Linked DNA regions of Lactuca sativa: region 2 is linked to region 1. Evidence: chromatin contacts called from public Hi-C data. All regions are on one chromosome and are shown on one strand. Each heading gives the region's core, a stretch centred on a gene start, on an enhancer-like site or on the middle of the called end of the contact. The rest is flanking DNA. Distances are from core to core; before and after follow the strand shown. Region 1 holds the start of LOC111876138. Region 2 holds the start of LOC111882323.

Region 1 (3,872 bases), core at 398-2,897:
GTGTTTTGTAACACTAACAATACTACAGAATAGTATGTACTACCGTGCTTTACTGCTGAATAGTAAAGCATAGTAGTAATAAGAGTGTGGTCTAAATTAGACTTGAGAAAATTAAAAGCTGTCAAACACAGGAAAGCATGTTTTATCATCTACTGTAAAAGCTGTCTAAAAGGGACATACCTGTGCTAGTGCTTGAATATAAGCGGCCTCAATTACATTCTCCTGCAAATCTACAGGAAGCTTCATCCTGATCATAAAGCAAGATGTGAATTACATGATTTGGTCCATTAATATGAATTTTTTGTGAAGATCAATGGCTTATTTGAAAATCTAAACGTACTTGATGTGAGGTGGAATTCGGACAAGAATTTCTTGAAGACAGAATTGAAGGTACCCAGCTGCCTTCACCAATAAGTCGACAGCGCATCTGATGTTATCTATGGTTAACAAGAAAAATCAAAGATCAATCGAACTTTTTCAGAGACGGATTTGAAGTTGGATGATCGTAATAGATAAGGGTTTCGTACCTGTAGATTCGACTTCTTCAGTAGTGACAGTTTGATTAGGAATTAGTTTTGAGTTTGCCTCCATTAATGTCAGCATCGCCATCATATGAACAACAGATAGTAATTCAAACCAGGAATCTGCAACACTTATTTCCTGTTCATCGAAGTGGATATTGGATTACAAAAGGAATTCACATGAACAGAAAATCGAAAAGGGTATTGAGTTAATCGAATCCTTACTTGTCGATCGTCTAAACCTTTCCATTTGAATTCAACGAGTTCTCGGAAACCAAGTTCTGATACGCAAATTAACAACGAAATTAGTACGAGTATAACTAATCTATCGAATATACGAAAACGTTATAAACCTTGATCAGTGAGGCCAATTAATAATGGTAAGTACTCCTCCAATGCACGTAGCAATTCAGGAACAGCTGATACATCTGCAACAAGTTACAGATCCGTAAAAAACTGCAGGGGATTTAACAAACAGATTGAAATTAGGGAGCAGAGAAGAATCTAACCAGTTTGTTGCGATAGTAGAGCAATTTGATTCCGGGAATAGGTAAGACGATCAGCCAAATCCTTGGGAACAAGGCCTTTAAGGGGTTTTTGGAAATTGGAGTTTATAGGAACTCGAATTGAAGGAGAAAGTATGGTAACAAGAGGGATCTTCATCTGCTTCTTATTCCCTCCAACCCTGTAAACAGAAGCTGCACACCCCATTGTGAAGTTGTACGTTGTGATTATGGATCATAAATCGCTATTCTATAGACAATTCACAGGAATATTAGGCAGATGATGTGATGTGTATGAAGCTTCTTGTGTATTGGATGTCAGATGGAGATGGGAAGAAGGATACGTGATTTGATGGATTCTTTACTCCAATTTTGATTTGATAGAAGCATTCGTGCAACTTGAAGCTGTCTGCGATATGGGAAATTAATGGTGTACATTGTTTCATACACCTGGAATTGGATTAAATAAATGGGGAAGCTGAGCTCAGATCTCTTTGTGAATTCATTCATGGCGTTAGCATGTGCATGTACATGGGTTATTGTGTTGGATGAGCGCAGATCAAGGACCAGGGTAGCCATGATTGAACTTCATCTTGGTAAAAGTGACTTGTTTCATCTTCTCTAACATCTTACCTTTGAACAATTGATTATAGAAAGGATGACCAATTAATTTATATTTTTTTATTAACTAGTTTATGTAGTAAAATAAAATTTTCATCGATTTTTGTGTGTTTACATTGTTACTGATTCATGCAACCGACTAGTAGTGTAATGCATAAATTGATAAGTGACATATTAAAATATGCATACATAAATTAATAAACAAGTTATAATAACAACTATTATAAGGATCCGATGTCGTTCCAAACAAAACAAGTATTAAAAGTGGCAAAATAAGAGTTTACACAGATTCAGGAATTTATCAACATAAATAATTTTACATCATGTTAAAATAAGTTGGTCGATTCTTTGCTATTATTGTTCATTAACTCTTGAAGACAATTTCATCTCCATGTGTTTTGTTAACTGTAGATTTTAACAACGAAGGTGTTTTCCCATCTAAACTTCTAGTATACTTCAATGATCTTATTGCTTAAGTTAAAGATATCTCTTTTAGTTGTACAGAGTATAAGGATTCCATCTCTTTCTTGAAATGTTAACTAAAGACAAATGTAATGATATTTATTACTATGCTGATCAAGAGTCATTGTAGGTATGCTAATGGTATTAGAATAAGCATATATGTGGACTGCTCTCAATGAACCTTGATTGATTAGATTGAGGAGGAAAGGTTAGAATTTGGGAACGAAGAGGATGAATATGAGGATTGTGATAAGGACGTCGATGAGATTCAGATGCTTGTCATGTCACATAGTATTACATCACTTCCCCTTCAACATTTCACAAGGAACGACATCGGATCCTTATAATAGTTGTGTAAACTATTATAAATTAGTTTATATTGATACATAAATTAGTTTATATTGACGATTAGTTATTGGGAAATCTCCAGAAAAGTCCTAAAATTTTACCCTAATTTACGAAAAAGTCTCAAACTAAATTTTGTTTACGAAAAAGCATGAATTACCGGTAAAAATGGCGATTTGACCCCTTGTTTCCGGTTTATTGGTTTTATTACTTACCTTTTTTACTAAAGTCCCATTATTTTACCTTAATTTGCGAATAAGTCCCAAAATAAAATTTACTGATGATTTGACTATTTTCTCTATATAACATACATTTTACCGGTTTCATTGCTGATCTGGACACCTAGTCATTAAATGAGATGATGAGATGAATATGTTAAGTTATATAATGCTATGTTTAGCATAAAACTTGATATCTTGATATATTGTATATCTTTTTCGAACATAAAATGCATCCAACGAAGACTACAATAATTACATAAACTAATAACAACTGCATTATTTTTTACGTTTATAAGAAATATCAAATTGTCTATCTAATCTTATGTAACCCAATATATCCATCTCATCAGACATCAACTCATTTTCTGCCATTTTTTCTTGGAAACACACATTTTATTGGTTTCATTGCTGACGTAGATACATAGTAATAAATGAGCCGATAAGATGGGTATCAAATTTTACAATAAATGTGGGCATTATATAACCCATCATATTCATCTTATCAGCTAATTTAATGACTAGGTGTCTAAGTCAACAATGAAACCGATAAAATGTATGTTAGAAGAAGAAAAGGGTCAAATCATCAGTAAATTTTATTTTGGGACTTATTTGCAAATTAGAGTAAAATAATGAGACTTTAGTGAAACATGTAAGTAATAAAACCGGTAAACCGGAAAAAAGGGGTCAAATCGCCATTTTTACCGGTAATTCATGATTTTTCGTAAACAAATTTTAATTTGGGACTTTTTCGTAAATTAGGGTAAAATTTTAGGACTTTTCTGAAGATTTTCCTTAGTTATTTCGCGCAAATACTAAAAGATACCCTTGTCATAAATGGAACATCGAAAATTTTCCAATTACGTTCGGTTTTGACCATTCACCAGGACTCTTTTAGGTACCCGGTTTGCCAAACTGAATTTGAAAATGCATTTCAAAATCAACAAAATCGAAAGAAAAAAACCTATTGTTTTTTGTGTCATTCAATAAAAATGCAAATGTTACCATTAAAAAAATGAAATTGAAAGCATAGTGTAGCGTAGTGTCTTTACGGGTATGCATTATTTTACGTTGTATTGCAACCTATACTCACATGTTATAAAAAATATTAATTTAAATTGATTACTTACAACCTAAACTATGAATTAAAAAAGCTATGAATGAAAATAGTTTGTTATGTAAAGGTCATTATGCCATTTTAT
Region 2 (3,872 bases), core at 475-2,974, 360 kb after region 1:
GGTGGTAGTTTAAATTTAAAGTGAATAGTCTTTGGACGAATTGCATTAAAGCTTGGCATAATGTCTCTTGCATTGATGGCAAGCCATTAGCCAAAGCTAGTCTCCAGGGAGTGTGGCTTGTTATTTCCAAGCTAACTGAAGATATGGAACATTGGGGAATTAACTTGGAAGACTTGTTTGTAAGGCGTCTTGGAGCGAGAAATAGAACCTACTTTTGGAAGGACAAATGGTGTGACAGTGTAGTGTTGAAAGATGTTTTTCCGGAACTTTATCGCATTGAAGTGCAGAAAAATTGCATGGTCAGTAACAAAATTCGAAACAGAGGTCTAGATGGAATTCATGGGCAGTGGTCGACAAATCCAAGGAGAGGAAGGGAGGCAACCGCTTTATCAGATTTAAACAACAAAGTTGTTGGTGTGGTGTTGACAAACATAGCTAATTCGTGGGTTAGGAAAGGTAACGAGCAGTGTTCTAAAAGGCGTGTCATGGCGTGAGGCGTGGCTTCGCCGTTACGAAAAAGCCTCATAACGTTGCTGTTAGGCGTGGCGCGTGGCAAGACGTGATATGGCGCGCCATGGCGCGTTATGGGGTGTTATGGCACGTGTTTTTTCGGTTGAGACACGTTTCTTTGCTCTTTGTTATGTCCTTTTCTAATCAGGGATACAAGTATTGTGGTTTTTGTTAACTTTTTGTTATTAGTTATTGATCTAACAATTCTAAAAAGTAGTTATATTTAATATAAATTTATATTTATGTGGTAATATAATTTTAAATTATTACAAAATCGCCGCCTTACATCACGTCTTGAAAAACGCCATGACTCGCCATGACTCGTTAAGCTTGAGGCTTGACCTTGCCACCACACCACGCCTCACGCCATTTAGAACATTGGTAACGAGACAGGTGGTTTTACAGTTCAAAATTTGCGGAACTTGATGGCTACTGCGGAAGAGGTCTCAAACCCGTTTCCTTTTCATTGGGATGGTTGGGCTCCTCTAAAAGTGAATTGTTTTGTTTGGCATTTATGTTTAAATAGGATTCCAGTTGTCGACAACCTTCTTGTTAGAGGTGTGACTTTGCCATCGTATCTTTGCCCGCTCTGTGGTATTGAACAGGAAGATGTCGACCATCTGTTTTTTAAGTGTAGTTTTGTAAAAAAAAAGTTTGGAGCTGGTTATGTAACTGGTCAATGTTATTGAATTCTGTTCCTATGAATGTTTCTGACATGTTGGGGGTGGTAAAGACTTTGGTGTTGAATAAGAAAATGAAGAAATTGCTACGTGCCCTAATATATTTAGTTTTATGGAGCATATGGAAGTCTAGAAATGCTTTAATTTTCAAAAGTGTCGGGAGCAACCCAATGAAGACAACCGATGATATCCAATTAATCTCTTTCAATTGGTTGAAATATAAAGGGAGATTTAGTTCTTTATATTGGTTTAACTGGTGTAATTCTCCTGTTTCTCTTGTTTGTATGTTGTAACTTGTCTAGCGTCTCGCTAGTTTCGTTTCATTGTAATTATGTCGTTCGGAAAAAAAAAAAAAAAAGATATATCCGAATCAAGTTTTTTCCTGGATACAAGAGCTATCCGGTATGTGCACCAGTTAGTTTGGGTTGAGCAGAGCAGGCCTTCATGGGCTTTAAACACCTACCTAACTAAGTGAGTGGGTCGAATCTGATTTCCGAGACTGAAACCCTACTCTTTGACTTTGATTTTGATCTATCAATTACGAACTTGCGATCATCCTGATTCCTAACTGGATCTCAGAAAATAAATATATATTGAAATACTTTTAAGATCCGACAAAATCTCAACCTTCACCTCAAACGGAAAAATGGCGAAGATCACGATGATGAATTCTCTCCTCTCTCTAGTATTAGTCTTCTTCATAGCCTCATCATCGGCAATTGCCGGCTCCGATTCTCCTTTCATCGTAGCTCACAAGAAAGCTACACTCAACAGACTCAAATCCGGCGCCGAAAAAGTCTCCGTTTCTATCGACATATATAACCAAGGATCTGCGTATGTAGCTTCCACCTTCTTTTCTCGTATTTACTTTACATAGATCTCTTCATGTAGTTGCTCCACAAATTCGATTTGCCATCTGCACATTCCGATCCATATTTTAGGCGTTTGGTTGCTTTCTTATTCCATGGATCTGAATAGATCGATGGAATCGTCTATGCTCAAGGCCTCAAGCCATCTAATTAATTATGGATCCGGTGTTTCTGTTACAATCGGATATTGATTAGACAGCTATATTCTTTAGCTATGAATTATGAATTAAGCCTTTCAAATTTCTAGCAAGAGATGATAATGAAGCTTCCCTTATGTACAATTTTTGTTCCAGGTAGAAAAAATTGCTAATTTAATGATAAGACTTTGTGGTCTCAATCATTTCGCTATACCATTTAATACAATACAAGTTGGTTCTTTTCGAACTCAGAGAATCTGATCAATTGCATCACCATAACAGTTAACAAGAAAGTGTCTTATGTTTGGTCTTTGATCATCAATATTTTTCTCTTGTTTTTGCCAAAGATATATTTTCAAATTTCAACTATGGTGAAAGCATTGTATATTTCCTCTTATAATCTATGCTGAAAGCTTGATAGAGGTAACATTGTCTTGCAGTTGCAATATGATCATTGAGAAGATATTTGACCTGAAGCTCATTGTAATTCAAATAGTTCGAGTTATAATTATAAACTCAATAATGTTACTAATTAGTAAAAATACATAGAAAGGAGTATGAGTTTAGGCATATTTCCATGAAGCACTTCCATTTCATTGTTTGTTTATACAAAGTTTTGACAAATATATCAATTTATTTCTTACATAATCTCACACTTTCCCCCTCTTTTCCATCCAGGGCTGCTTATGATGTTAGCCTCAGTGATGATGGCTGGTCTTCTGAGATATTCAGCATCATCTCAGGGAACACTTCAACTTCATGGGAAAGACTCGATGTGTATGTATAATCATATTCTTGAATTGATTTTTTCTTTTCTTGAATTGATTCTCACAATAATTACTTGTCATATTTTCAGTGGTGCTGTTCTATCACACTCTTTTGAGTTAGAGTCAACAGTGAAATCTGTCTTTTACAGCACACCTGCTGTTATTACATTCCGTGTCCCCACAAAGGCTGCACTACAGGTTAAATTCATCATTCATGGAAAATATGAATTAATTTTATTATTATAATTTATAAATATATATTATGTGTTTAGTCTAACAATCTTTTTTACTGTTGCAGGAGGCATATTCAACCCCACTTCTGCCTCTTGAAATCCTATCAGATAAGCCACGTGAGAATACATTCGATCTTGTAAGTCTTTTACTTTCTAAAACAAATTTATATAAACTGATTTATAATTGAAATAAAAGTCTTGTTAACTAATAATGCATTGCTGTGTTCTTGTGCATGAATGTGTGCTTTGATGGCTGCTACTCTTTCAGGCTAAGGTAAGTTACTAGAAATTTGGACAAATGTGAAATGTCGTTTTTAACCCTGAATTAATATCTTACATTATGTAAATTTGCAGAGGTTATTGGCGAAATATGGGTCATTAGTGTCGGTGATTTCCATAGTGGTGCTATTTGTGTATTTGGTGGCAACTCCATCAAAGGCAGGTGCTGCAAAGGGAAGCAAGAAGAAGCGTTGATAATAATTTGTCAGATTTTAATGTGACCTTTGTTTTAGACTCAGTTTTTTTTGTAAAATGTCTTTAAAGAGATAGTTTGAGAGGCTTTGTAGTCTTATGTTTTCATACATGTGAAAGAGTTAAATTACGGATTAATTAATTTTGCAATGGCATTAACTAGGTGTTATGTTTTCATTTTCATTGTGAGTTTTGTTAAAGACTG

The links. Hi-C and Micro-C count contacts between places; a contact is called where the count stands out from the background.
Region 2: a contact with region 1 is called in a Hi-C map of seed, with 4 times the contacts expected there. The contact joins the promoter of LOC111882323 here to the promoter of LOC111876138 in region 1. A contact is called at or near these places in 2 of 4 Hi-C or Micro-C datasets (leaf and seed).

What each region holds. Positions count from the first base shown.
Region 1 is chr3:213,889,074-213,892,945 of Lsat_Salinas_v11, forward strand. LOC111876138 reads right to left here and starts at 1,648. Exons shown (of 10, transcript XM_023872668.3): 1 at 1,031-1,648; 2 at 875-949; 3 at 747-802; 4 at 528-660; 5 at 341-437; 6 at 181-247. The coding sequence starts at 1,232.
Region 2 is chr3:214,252,884-214,256,755 of Lsat_Salinas_v11, forward strand. It overlaps LOC111882323, which reads left to right and starts at 1,725. Exons shown (of 6, transcript XM_023878681.3): 1 at 1,725-2,024; 2 at 2,875-2,973; 3 at 3,053-3,161; 4 at 3,262-3,333; 5 at 3,465-3,470; 6 at 3,551-3,844. The coding sequence starts at 1,837. The coding sequence ends at 3,670.